Linked DNA regions of Mus musculus: region 2 is linked to region 1. Evidence: chromatin contacts called from public promoter capture Hi-C data. All regions are on one chromosome and are shown on one strand. Each heading gives the region's core, a stretch centred on a gene start, on an enhancer-like site or on the middle of the called end of the contact. The rest is flanking DNA. Distances are from core to core; before and after follow the strand shown.

Region 1 (7,333 bases), core at 377-2,876:
TGGGCTGCCATAACTACCAGGTTTTAAGTGAGTGCTGGAGATCTGGACCCTCGGCCTCATGTTTGAGTAGTGGGTACCTTACTTGCTCACTACCAAGCAAATCATCTACCAAGCCTGCAAACTTCACATTTTTAACTGAAATACCTTACACGAATCTTAAAACAACCAAATTAATGTTTTATTTTTTAATTTGTAGCAAGTGGAATCTTGACAAATAATTGAGTTACTTAGGAAAGTTCCCCTTTAGAATAGGTCTAATATTTTTACAAGGTACATTCCAAATAGTGAGTTGGGAGTGGAAAGCCAAGTCTTGAAAGCTAAGCTGTTCTTGACTTTCACCTGTGCAAAGTGGCATGTCCCCTTCTCTCCCAAACAGATACACAAATTAGTTAAAGGCAATTGTTTACCCAGGTATGCTAGCCAGGAGTTTGCTTGGGGTACTAGTGAAAACCCAGCTTCAAAATAAAGAAACAAATAAGAATTGTTTAGAACCCAGAGAGCGTGGCCCGGGGCATTATTGGCATAACTGGTGCTCAGGGTCCCAGAACCCAGCTTAAATGTATATCCAAAATGCAGTCTAAAATGCTGTGTTAGGAGAAAAGGCAAAAACCCAGACAACGATGGTGACAAACAAGTCATAAAGCAAAAGACTCTGAGGAGAGAATTTCAGTAAAAAACGCCAGTCAGAGAAAAACAGAGAAAGAAGTGGGTGCATTATTTTTAATGCAAATTCTATACGGCACATTAGAAGTTGATAGCATTAGCAATCTCATTTGTTTCACATAAAATTTTGTCCCCACTTCTTATATCCTAATTACGTATTTTGTTAGTAGCTGCCTTTTGTAATCCTTAACAATTCTCCTTTTGAGGGTGGGTAGCAGAGGAAGCAAATGCATTAATTAAATATAAATACAAATATAAGGACAATTTAATAGGAACAGCAGACATATTTTCCCAAGAATTATTTGTTTTTAAAAGATTAGTATGTTGAGTGCACTCCAAGAGAGCATGGGCTGGGCATTAACAATTAAAGGCCGAGTGATTCGAATGGGACAGACTGTGTTTTGATAAATGTGTGTCTGTGCACGGGCACAGGTATGTACGTGTGCCTGTGTGTGTGAATGAGAGTGTGGAAAGTGAGAGGAAGGGTATCTAAGATACAATTGCACATGCAGTAGAAGTCCTAAAGGTAGGAGAGGGAAGGCTTAACAGGAACTCATCTGAAGGTTGGAAACTCCCATATTCAAATAAATTAAATACAGCTGGATAATATCCCGGCATCACCAGTAGGTGGCAGCATTAATCCAAGACATTTTAGTGTGCTTAGAAAAGGAGCATGGAGGAAACATTGGCAGTTAAAAATGACTATCGGTCCAATACAGGAGAGAGGAAGGAAAATATAAATCACGGTTGCAGATAACACGTGTTATAAGGTATGCTCTTGTATTCTCAATTGTTAATTGCTGGGTTGGCAGCGCCAGGCTAGCAGGATCTGTAAATATTTGTTGCTTTCTCACCCAACCCAAGAGAAAAAGCAAGCTGTGAAAGGGAAGGTCACACATACTATTCCCCGCCCCCACCGCCCCCTCCCAGGCCAACTGGACGAAAAGGAGGGGGATTTTAGCATAATAAAGAGCTTGCGGTTGGATCTGGGGCAGAAGGGCTGGCAGGAGGATTGGCAGGAGGACTGGTTGGAGGACTGGTTGGAGGACAGGGAGAGAGAAAGAAAGGTAGCAAGGCCCTGAGGTAGAGCTGAGAAAGAGTCAAATGACTGGAGATGTCAGTTTAAATTATGGGCTAGCTGTGAGACTGCCCAGCAAACAGGCTAACAGCCTTATGCTATACAGATGTCTCCACAGCTTTATTATTAAACCACAAGCCCCGCAATATCCAGATATATTTGCTCACTGCTTGTCAGATATTGGCCTACTTGCTTCTTTAAGGAAGTAGACAAAATCTGGGTCAAAATCATCCGAAAGAAGGGACTGGGCAAGTACTTGGCATGCAAGTCTGAGGATTGCAGTTTAACTCCAGAGCATTCATAGGGATTCTGGAAGGGGTGGAGGCAGCTATCTGTAATCCCAGTGTGGGAAACAGCAACAGGAGATCCCTTAGCAAACTGGCTAGCAAACTAACCAAACTGTAGAGCTTCCAGTTCATGTGAGAGACACTTCCTTAATATGTAAGGTGGAGGCTGATCACAGAGGACACCAAATGTTGATCTCTGGCCTCCACAGGTACATGCACACATGTATATGCACACTCCCACAGGTTAACGAGCATATAGTCACATATCACACATACATAAATAAAAGAATCTTTAAAAAAAGTTCCCACAACAGAAGATTCTGGCCTGAAGACAATGTCAGAAAATGGAAGAATGAAACTGAATTTAACATACCTTGGCAGAAGGTCTTGATGGATAGCTGAAAGAAACATTTTTAAATTCTATGTTTCCTTCTATACATTCAGGTACAAATCCAGCTGTTGAAAAGTTATCTATATTGGGTTTCTTGGAAAAACAAAGAGATTGTTATACATCTTTAAAGGGTTAAGCTTCTATCCCAGAATAGTTTAGAGATGGACCCTAAAGTTCTTTTAAAATCTCCTTCCTGTTTTAGAAGTACATGAAACTAGACATGAAATTTTGTCTTTGTTTCTTTCTCTTTCTTCCTTTCTTTTTTTTCTTTCTTTGTTTATTTTGTTTTATTGCTTTTTGTTTTCTTTGAGACATGGTTTTTCTGTGTAGCCCTGGCTGGAACTTGTTCTGAAGACCAGGCTAGCCTCAAACTCACAGAAATCCACTTGCTTCTGCCTCTTGAGTGCTGGGATTAAAGGTGTATGCCACTACCACTAGACAGACATGAAGTTTTCAATAAAAAATCATTCCCCCACAAAAGTTAACCACAATCTTTCACTCTATAACCAAATAACCAATGTGTAGGTTTTACCCACCCTGTGGTTTTCCGGAGTTGAATGTTCCTATCTTTCAGGTTCCTTCTTAGAGTAAGGACAGATATCTTTCAATGCAGTGAGAGCTCCTACCTTATCAATAACCTGGAAAATATTAAAGGCAGCTCCTCTGGCTACTGTGAAGGTTTCCAGGTGAGGGGCTACAGATCCAATGCAGTAACTACTATGGATCACACTGAAGAAAACCTACAGGGACAAAGTAAACAATAGTCACCTTGTAGTGAAGTAAGAAAGACAATGGGATTGGGAGGTGTGTTTGGCCTGTGCTCATGGACTATGAGAGGACTTACATAAGAATATGGAAGACAACCACTCTGGAAGTCAGTCTGGCGGTTTCTTAGAAAATTGGACATAGTACTACCGGAAGATCCAGCAATACCTCTCCTGGGCATATATCCAGAAGATGTTCCAACTGGTAATAAGAACACATGCTCCACTATGTTCATAGCAGCCCTATTTATAATAGCCAGAACCTAGAAAGAACCCAGATGCCCCTCAACAGAGGAATGGATACAGAAAATGTGGTACATTTACACAATGGAGTACTACTCAGCTATTAAAGAATGAATTTATAAAATTCTTGGGCAAATGGATGTATCTGGAGGATATCATCCTTAGTGAGGTAACCCAATCACAAAAGAAGTCGTTAGATATGCACTCACTGATAAGTGGATATTAGCCCAGAAACATAGAGTACCGAAGATACAATTCGCAAAACACAAGAAAATTAAGAAGAGAGAAGACCAACGTGTGGATACTTCATTCCTCCTTAGAATAGGGAACAAAATACCCATAAAAGGAGTTACAGAGACGAAGTTTAGAGCTAAAACGAAAGGATGGACTATCCAGAGACTACCCCACCTGGGGATCCATCCCATAATCAGCCACCAAACCCAGACACTATTGCATATGCCAGCAAGATTTTGCTGAAGGGCCCCTGATATAGCTGTCTCGTGTGAGGCTATGCCAGTGCCTGGCAAATATAGAAGTGGATGCTCACAGTCATCTATAGGATGAAACACAGGGCCCCCAATGGAGGAGCTAGAGAAAGCACCCAAGGAGCTGAAGGGGTCTGCAACCCTTTAGGTGGAACAACATTATGAACTAACCAGTACCCCAGAGCTCGTGTCTCTAGCTGCATATGTAGCAGAAGATGGCCTAGTTGGCCATCATTGGGAAGAGAGGCCCCTTGGTTTTGCAAACTTTATATGCCCCAGTACAGGGGAATGCCAGGGCCAGGAAGTGGGAGTGAGTGGGTAGGGGAGCAGGGCGGGGGGGAGGGTATAGGGGACTTTTGGGATAGCATTTGAAATGTAAATAAAGAAAATATCTAATAAAAAGAATCAAAACAAAACAAAACAAAACAACAAGATGGAAGACAGGATGAAGACTGTAAGGGAAACACAGGCTGCCCCAGCAGTCTTGGCCTATTCTCAGGATGACACTCCAATTCGCGAGTTTGTGTCTCTCCAGCTGCAGCAACATTTGAGTTGTCTGAACCATGCTGGCCCACAGGAAGCGGCCCACAAGCTGAGTGTGCTCCTATGGACCCTTTCCCTCTACTATGGACAACACTGGGAGATTTAGCAGGAGAGTAATTGAAGTGATAGTACAGAGACATTGTATTGCTTCCATCCTGCTTTTAAAACTTCTCTGTTACCCACTGTCCTTATTTAGGCAAATGCCTCTGCAGGAAAAGGTCAAATAAGGAATGAATTCTACAATGGCATGCACTCTTCTCTGTCCTTCAATATGTGGGAACTAAAGAGTAAAAATATCAGGTCCTAGTTCTTCATATGAGATGAATGAACAGCCCAGAGCCTTAACTATGAAAGTCTCAAATTAAAAAGATCCATTTAACTGAAAGAAGAGACATCTATCTAAGATGGAAAGACCAAACAAAAATGGAAGCAGTAGAGAAGGTCCCTTTGCTTACCACAACAGATCTCTTTAAGCCTGAGCTGATGTGTCTGATGTAGAGACTTGAGATTAGTGGAATGATTTACAATTTCATACATAACTGTAGCAGTTTAAAAGACTCTGGATTGCAAGATTGGAAAGGGTTGCATGAAGCTTTCTTTCTCTTCTTCTTCTTCTTCTTCTTCTTCTTCTTCTTCTTCTTCTTCTTCTTCTTCTTCTTCTTCTTCTTCTTCTTCTTCTTCTCCTTCTCCTCCTCCTCCTCCTCCTCCTCCTCCTCCTCCTCCTCCTCCTCCTCCTCCTCCTTCTCCTTCTTCTCCTTCTTCCTTAATATTTCTGTGTATGTGTCTCTGAGTGGGTGTTTTTGCACACCAATGCAGATGTCAGAGGAGGCCAGAGGACATTGGGTCCCCTGGAGTTGGAGCTGAAGATGAATGCAGTGTGAACCATTCCCATCCAACCTGGGTGCTGGAACTGAACTTGGCTCCTCTGCAAAAGCAGTGCCTACTTGACCACTGAGCCACCTCTCTAGCCTAAACTCAGCTAAATGCTGGAAAGGATAGAGGTATAACAGATGGATCCAGCTACTGTAGGACTTTTCAGTTAGCAGCATCTTTGTGGACTGTGATCGCAACCCAGGAAACCCGAGAGGACATGCTTTACTACAAATTGGCTATTTTCAGTGCTAGATTAAGAAGACTGTATCTATTAGTGAGGAATTCAATTATGGTTATTCTAAAAGAACAATGCTTGCCACAATGAGGACACAAAACATGTTAGATGAATAAGCCTTTTTACACACTCACTCACACACACACACACACACACACACACACACACACACACACACACATTAGAATTTAAAAGTACATGCAAATCGTGAGAAGGTAATCATCCTTATTCAAAGTAAGTTTTGGAGCAGAGACTGAAGGAAAGGCCATCCAGAGACTGTCCTGCCCTCACCCCCCACCCTACCTAGGGATCCATCCCATATACAGTCACCAAACCCAGACACTATTGTGGATGCTAACAAGTGCTTGCTGACAGAAGCCTGATAGAGCTGTCTCCTGAGAGGCTCTGCCAGTGCCTGACAAATATAGAGGTGGATGCTCTCAGCCAACCATTGGACTGAGCACAGGGTCCCCAATGGAAGAGCTAGAGAAAAGGAGCTGAAGGGGTTTACAGCCCTATAGGAGGAAAACCAATATGAACCAACCCCAGAGCTTCCAGGGACTAAACCACCAACCAAAGAGTACACATGGAGGGACCCATGACTCCAGCTGCATATGTAGCAGAGGATGGCCTTGTTGGACATTAGTGCGAGAAGAGGCCCTTGATCCTGTAAAGGCTAGATGCCCCAGTGTAGGGGAATGCTAGGACAGGGAAGCAGGAGTGGGTGGGTAGGTGAGCAGGATAGGGGGGAGGGATGAGATGGGGGTTTTTCGGAGGTGAAACCAGGAAAGGGGATAACATTTGAAATGTAAATAAAGAAAATATCTAGAAAAACAAAACAAAACAAAACAAACAAACAAAAAAAACCCCAAACTAAACTCTAGATAAGGAAAGATGATCTAACCCTGCCATCTTTGTTTCCAAATAAGACTTACAGCAAGAATAGTTCCGATGGTGTAACCAGGCTCTCCGCCAAAAATCAAGGAGGTTCCATACCAAAAAGCCAGTCCATAGGCTCCATTCATAAAGAAGTAGACTGCTCCAAGAGACAGCTTTGAAGCCGTAGCCCTCTTTATGCCAGCGTCCTTTGCGTCCTTTAAGTGCTGTGTATACCTTACAAAGCAAAACACCAAGTAATAGAAGCCTTCGGAGAAAACAGAACCAAGCGTCTTTTTATCATAATTAAAGGGACAGACCTTTGAATTTCTTTCTCTTGGGCTCCAAAGGCTGTGACTGTTTGGATTGATGACAAGGCTTCTTCAGCCACAGCCCCAGCTTTGGAATAGGCATCCAGCTCCTTGCTGGTCAATGAGATAATCATCTGTAATAAGCACAGCCACTGTTAGGCAAAGAATGAATTTGCTATGATTTGAAATTTTCCTCAGAGGATTGCTCAGCTGGTATAAATTTTGGGGAGTCTACGGGACACAAGCTATCACAGGTGGGTTATAGTCCACTTCTGGCTTTACTCTCTTTCTCTATTTCCTGGTGTTTGGAGGTGGGAAGTCCAGTCACACCCTTTATCCACCACTGGCTCACTCTACCTTTTCCGTCCAGGTGGATTAAAACTAATTATAAACCTCAAATTGCCAAAAGCCACAAGCTTGTGATACCCAGAACAGTAAGAGAGAGTTAAAAGCAAGGTGTCATCAGCCTTTGGCCTTCATCTGACACTGTGTCCTACCTCACACCCCAATACCTGACCCTCTCAGGGCAGGACCAAAATAAAACTTTAGTCTCTCTTGTTATTTGTGTTACAGCAACACAAAAC
Region 2 (6,792 bases), core at 3,752-6,251, 310 kb after region 1:
AAGGTAAAACTCAAGTAAATAATAAGAGGTTTATACCAGTTGTTATAGAGTTATCATAACAGGAACAAGCTAAACTCTGCAATGACTGGAGATGCCAGACAATAGGCTCCATCAGGGAAGATGGGTGGGCATCTCTTCTTGACAAACCCAAACAAAGGCTCACCAAAGGCAAATAGTTTGCTGATTGCAAAAAAACTACAGAGGGACAGAGCTTATTTGTTAAAGTTTGAAAATCTTAGATTAAAATAGAACCTTATACTTCTGTGGTTCACAAAAGGATCCAAGGGAGCCTGTCTGTGAGCAAGGTGAGGAATTTAAAAACAGGTTATTTATCCCTGTCTATACCAGATTCAGTCATTAGAAGTTCAAAAGTCTGTAAATGTAAAGAACAAAGACAATATTATCTCACATGCTGTGTTTTCTGCAAGAAACTTTTATTTAAAATAGTAGTATATAAAAATTGGAAAGATAATTTAGTGTTTATATAATGATATTTCTAAATTCCCATAAACATCCAAGTGGAGTAGAAACTATCATACTTATCTTGATTGCCTATCCTAATCTTATTTGAAACTTTCCCTTTCTTTTATGAACTGTATCTGTTGCCCCTTCTTGGCTTATTCTGATGCCAACTAACTTGTAGTTCTGCATAATAAAGACATAATTAGCTTGGCAGGCATATATATTCACAAGTAAATAATATATCTTCCAAACTTAAGCATACATTGAAAAGTGATCAGCTGGCAAATGTATTCTAAGAAATTCTGCTCTCTGGTCAGTTGTCCTCACTTTTAAGTCTGATCTACCAAGAATCTGACTCACCAGTGACTGAACTAACAGAATGTGAAAGGGGCAAGTTTGAGAGAGAAAATTAGGCATTTGGTTTTGAATATATAGGGATCAATTTTGTCTTTAGACACACAATAGGGAATAGACAATTTGCATTCTCCTCTGCAGAGCCAATAAGAAGTCAAGATTGGAGATAGACATCTGCATGGTATCATCATAAAAACACAACTTAAAACACCAAGGCTAGATCAATTCACTTCGGTCTCTGTATTGATAAGGAAGAGAAATGAGGACAGAACTCCAGAGCCACTGCTGTTATTGGAGTTCATTGAACAAACAAGAATCAAAACCAGTGTTGGAGAAAGCAGTTAATCCAGGAGATCATAGATCTTAAAAGCTAACTGTTGGGTGGCCAGTACCAACTTCCTAATTGATGAAAGGTCTAGTAGATGATAACTAAGGATTAGATAACAGATTTGACAATCAGTCACCAAATCTGAGTTGAGCAGAACCTCCACATGGTAAATAAAGCTTTCCACAAGCTCTCAGTATTGTGAGATGAAATAAGCTTGAAACTCTTTCAAAGCACTTACAGTAGAAGGACATTTTTGAAATCATATCAGCTACTTGTTTTCACATGTAAGGCAAGCATGGATGACTTTTAAACAGACCCCAAAGTGTCTTTGTCACCTAAAGACAGAATTACTACATACACATTGTATGAAAGTGACATAGAAGACTAGCTAAAGAATTTTGGAGGCTAGTGAGATGGCTCAGTGGTTAACATGCTTGCATAGCTAGATCTCCAGAAGCCCACATATAGATGTCCAGTTGGCATGTTAATTGCTTATAATTCTAGACTTGGGAAATGGGAACAGAATCCTCAGAAACAATCTGGCTAACAAGACTAGCCACATCAGTGAATTCTGGTTTTGACTGAGAGACTCTGCTTCAATGAATAAGGTAAAAGAGCAATGTAGTATGGTTTCGACATCAACCTCAGGCCTCCAAATGCATATTCATCCACATGCATTCATACCCACGCATATATGCACCCCCCACATGCAAAATCATTGCTGTGCATTCATGCATACATGAGTGCGTGCGCACACACACTCACTCTCTCACACACACACACACACTAAAACTGAGGATATTCAGAGAATACTTGATATGATGAAATCTATTTCAGGGAAAGTCATACTGTTGTCACAAAGCAAAGCTCATTCTGTAGATTGGTTGTAATGGAAAAAGTACAATAGCTAAATAAAAAGAAAATGAAATCTCATTGCAATAATAGCTACCATTTGTTAAAGAAATTGTGAGTTTTGAGATGTATCATTTTTCTATTGCTATGTAATTGGGTGACAAATTAGTTTTAATCTTTTAAAATTAGCAAGTGTAGAAATAAAATGTTGCTGCAATAACTCTTCAATATTAACTATTTTTTATTTAATGGAAAAACATTAGTGACCAGCTTTTTAATGTTGGCATTGATGATTTCAATTGTCTTCAGTCTCCATTAGTTTTTGCAAAGGAAAATTAAAAGGAACTAGAGTGATGTCTACATCAGAAATCTTTGCATCTCATTCATAATATACTCTACCCACAGTATTCAGCCACCTTCAACTCTCTCTGCTCACACTACTATAAGTCTAATGTACATTTGTATAAATTGTTCTTTAAAAATAAAACTGAAGTGATATATAGCTATAGTCTTCTTACTATGGCTTTATTGCCCTCAGCATCTTCTTGGTGTAAACTACTGGGCATGGGAACAAGATTTCCTTTGTAACCGATACCTAAATTTCTATTCTGCTTTAAGCATTTAATTTGCACAGTAAGACCTGTAATTTAAGACTTGTAGCTGTATCACAAAGTACAGCTGTTTATAGTGATCTCTAATTTGCTGAGTAGTACTGGCTATAATTTTTTTTTCATGTTTTAAACTACCATGCAAGTCATTATACATCAGAAGCTTTTGTATATTGACAGGGACTGGGAAAAGGATGCCTTGTTTTGATTTCAGATAAGCATTCACTTTTCAGGTCAGCAGGTGCAAGGCAGCCCATTCATAATACTTGCTTCAAATCAATAATAGTCACTGGATGGAAATATCTTGCTGGTACACAGGAACTTGACTTATCTCTACAAGCACAATGAACTTTTAAAAACCTTTGTTATTAGCAAAGATTAAAGGTGAGTGAGACTTTCTTTGGAACAAAATATATTCTGTTGACATAAGTTTTGGTCAGTTTATTGGTGCGAATGTTTACTAAATCTAGGAGAACACTTTATTTACTGACATAGGGTGGAATTAAGCTCAGTGGAAAATCTGCTGTGGCAAACACATGTTCCATTCAAAAGATACTTGATAAGGAGTGTGACTCTTTCCTTTGTATTAGGTTTCATTTATTTTGAAATCTCAAAGTCTCAAAATAACTACAAAATGAAAGTTGACTCTAGTTTGTCCTGTTTGATACAACTAGGAAAATCTCACCCAAAACTAATGCTAGACAACTATATATGCAATAATTAGAAGAAATTGCCTGGGCTTCTCTATTATAAACTTTTACATATAAGTATTTACTTTAGTTAACTTCAGGAAGAAAGCCAGCACACCAATTTAAAGTAAAGGACTAAATTTCAGTTTTACAACAGAAGTGAGGCTATTAATTAAAACTCCTTTAAGGTTGAGAGACTACAGTAAGTCTCTAATAAAATTTAAGGGATTAGTAACCCGAAGGGAAAAGTAAGTAAGTAAGTAAATAAATAAATAAATAAATAAGGCAATGGTAACTCCATCTGCAAAAAAAAAAAAAAAAAACATTTGGCCTCTATGGTAAATTTAATCCTTAGATTGTTATTATTACTTATTCTGTTTCATGAGTCACCAAGAATACAATGCTAACATGTTAAAGTGCCAAGCCCCCTCTCATGCACTGTCTGACTAGAAATGACTTGGGAAAGGTAGGCATCTATATCTGTTTTACAGATGAAGACAATAAAAGTTTATAGAGAGGTGACCTCTTGGTAACAGAGACCAAACTTAGGGGACAGATCATTTAGCCACAATAATTTAACAATCCCACCCCTCCGCAGGGCAGTGGCTTAAACCATGAATGGATATTCCTCAAGGGCATTAATTCATTCAAGCTGAATGTTATGGCAGAAGAAACTTGTTCTTTCTTAGACCAATAAATGAAAGACTCTTTCCTTTTATAAACCATCTTAGCCACAGGCTCTTAGTGGATGATGCTCCACCCCTAAGGTGAAAAGTTGGGGAATACAGACTATATAGTGATATCCTCAGGAAATACTGGAACCCCCAAACTGCATTCTGTAAGTACAACAGACTCTTTCCCAAACTTCAACTCAAATAAACTTTTCCCAGCACTGTGGACTATTGCTGTCACTTAGGGGTGAAAATGCCTGATACCTGGCTTCTTTATGGAGAACTTTGTTACACACCTGCCCTCCTGAAGTCTCAGCAGGACTGACCAGGACTGACATCTTCCACTTACCTGTCAGGGATGCCCAGGCCATAAGCTCTCAATACCAGCCCAAGACTTTGGGAGAAGGGAAGAAAACAAAGTAAAATAACTTACCACTTTGGCCCAGTCCGAGAACAAGTGAAAATACCCAGGCTGCCCCAAGAACCAAGGCTGGACCTCGCTGGCAGTTGTGCAGAGAGAGCAGTGCAGCAGTCAGAAAAGCCAGGGCCGAGCCGCACATAATGCAAAGCAGCCCGCCCGGTGCCTACTGCCTAGTTGCTTTCCTGATGCGCTCTCCCGACTTGAGAGCGCACCTTGAGGCCCGTGGGCTGCGAGTCCCTAGGACCTTTTCGACAGGCCGGGTTGGCCGACCCAGTTGCTCTCAGTAGGCGATACAGGTATTCGGTCCAGGGCAGCTCTCTGCATCTCAGGGCCCTTAAGGCCCTCCCAGCTCCGCACGGCGGGGCTTGCAGTCTCAACAAAAAGCACCTCCTTGGACAGCCGATGGCCCGCGGGGGCGAAGCAAGTACGGGCTCCACAGTCCGCTCCCAGACAAAGAAAAGAGCTTTTGTTTCTCCCCAGCCGATGGGGCTCTGCTGCATAAATCAGCTTAGCGAAGAGCCAAACACAATCAAACCCAAACAAAGCCTGAGGCTGGGGGGAAAACCACCCTAATGTAATTCACAGGGTGATGCTGCTTTAGTGGGAGGGGACGGCTAGAAGGCCAAGGGGGTGGGGGAGTTGCTGGCGCATCAGTCGGTGCTAGCTTCTTCCACAGGTGGGCAGGGAGGCCAACTCCACTTAGTCGCAGCTAGCAGAGGTTCAGGCGGCAGCGTTCCGATTGGCGGGAGAGGAGACACGGGTGCCAGCAGCTTGGGGAAGCAGCTCCGCGAGCTCCCTAGAAGCTCCTGTCTGCACTCGCGGGCAACCAACAAGGCATCCCAGTTGCTTACTGGGCTAGAAGGGGATGTTCCATGCACCTCGCTGGGAGGGAGCTGCGTACCCTTGTCCTTTCTCGGACTCTGTCGGCTCAGGCGTCTGGCCACCCAGAACCCTGGCAGCTGATGCGTTCTGGGATGAGAGGGAAGAGAGGCAGGCGATGGGCAGGGATGGGGTGATCTAGTTCTGTGGTCCCCCGTGGGGGCTCCCAGCTTTCGGGTGGCTGGGCGTGCTCCGAGCTGAGAGTTGCTAGGAAACCTCCCCACGCTACAGTGCTCCTTGCTTGGGTCGCCAGCAAGCGCAGTGGCGGCCCAGGACAGCAGCAGCAGCAGAAGCAGCAAACAGCTCCAGCTCGGAGTAGCGTGGGCGGGACATTGGTGAGGCATGAAGTCACCGCGGCCCACACTCGCTCTTTGTTTTGCTCACTCCAGCTCTTTTTTCTCCCCCCTCGAATCTAATAGTTGCCATTCCCATCGTTCTCAAGAATTCCTGGTGCGTAGTGGCGCAACAGGAATCGCATGCTGAGTTCTCTTTTCTCTCACCCCCTCGCCCCCCAATTCTGAGTTCCAACGCTTCCATAACGGTATAGGTGGAAAACTTCTCGCAGCTCGAGTGGCAGCATGAACCCCAACATTTCATCCTCTTGCCGCGTGCTCCTTTGTTCAGGAATCCTTACTGGCCCGCAGCTGCTGAATACAAAGTAGATTTCGGGGGCCTCTCCCCTCCCCCAACACTGCTCTCAGAGTATTCACTGCCCGCTTTCCTTGCAGCCTTAAGACCTTGCCCTGTGTCTGATCCCAAATCTGTCTGAGGTCTTCCCAGACTTTGGAGATTTAGACAAGATGTATTCTACTGTCAGATATATTTCGTTGTTCCTTTTGTAGACCCTCAGCCCTGAAAGGGGCAGCCTAGCTTTTTCCCAGGGTCTGTTTGTGGTTCTTTGGCCTTTTGTTGGTTACAATGGATCTTTTGACCTTAAACGCCACCTTCTCAGTAAAAGGAAACAAGAAGTTGCAGATGGCAGCAGAAGAGTGAATGAATACAAGCTTGCAATTCAGTTTTGCAGTTTTGGGTGAGGCTAAAGCGTTGCTAAACTGGACAGCCAAGGAAGTAGTAGCATTGCCTCTCCAGGTCTTGTCAGCGCCCTCGACACCTTAAGGAGAAGGAAGAAACACAGTTCTCTAGGTTTGGGAAAGAGCTCCTTTTCTAATTTGATACTGGAGACCTTGGCTCCTAGTTTCCCCTAGAGCCCAATAATTTTCATTGTATTGAAGTTCAGTTCGACTTTTTTTTACTAGTGGCTTACACAACACCACTTTTTTCAGGCATCAGACCCAGTCCAGCCAGGTCAAGGTGAACTATAGGGGATTTTTTTCTCCTTAATTGTTTCCGGCTTCTTATTTGGAGTAAAGAAAACAAGTAGGAGGTCCCACCAACCCTCCTCTTTAAAAAACTTCTTTCTGTTTTCTAATTGTTGACAGTGAATGGAAAGTACCTGGTTAATAAACCACAACATCAAAAACTCCCCTTTCTTCAGGTGTGGACTGTACATTGGACTAACAGTAAAGCC

What was found. Promoter capture Hi-C pulls out the DNA fragments that hold promoters and counts their contacts.
Region 2: a contact with region 1 is called in a promoter capture Hi-C map of embryonic stem cells, with 4 times the contacts expected there. The contact joins the promoter of Itgb8 here to the enhancer-like site in region 1. A contact is called at or near these places in 12 of 39 promoter capture datasets (HPC-7-derived erythroid cells, cranial neural crest, embryonic stem cells and 6 more), 9 of 484 Hi-C or Micro-C datasets (bone marrow-derived dendritic cells, bone marrow-derived macrophages, cortical neurons and 2 more), 6 of 115 datasets of contacts at active chromatin or transcription factors (astrocytes, cardiomyocytes, embryonic stem cells and 1 more) and 1 of 9 other capture datasets (embryonic stem cells).

Annotation. Positions count from the first base shown.
Region 1 is chr12:118,929,450-118,936,782 of GRCm38.p6, forward strand. It overlaps Abcb5 (ATP-binding cassette, sub-family B (MDR/TAP), member 5), which reads right to left. Exons shown (of 28, transcript NM_029961.2): 8 at 6,759-6,883; 9 at 6,498-6,675; 10 at 3,046-3,159; 11 at 2,402-2,512. Among named protein-coding and RNA genes, the nearest start is that of Abcb5, 33 kb to the right of the region's middle. Within about 2 kb of position 1,627, at least 33 of the 459 cell types and tissues checked have an H3K27ac peak or open chromatin away from gene starts, as enhancers often do. A contact at or near this core is called in embryonic stem cells and stem cell-derived neural progenitor cells, where this site is marked.
Region 2 is chr12:119,233,275-119,240,066 of GRCm38.p6, forward strand. Itgb8 (integrin beta 8) reads right to left here and starts at 5,002. Exons shown (of 14, transcript NM_177290.3): 1 at 4,398-5,002. The coding sequence starts at 4,524.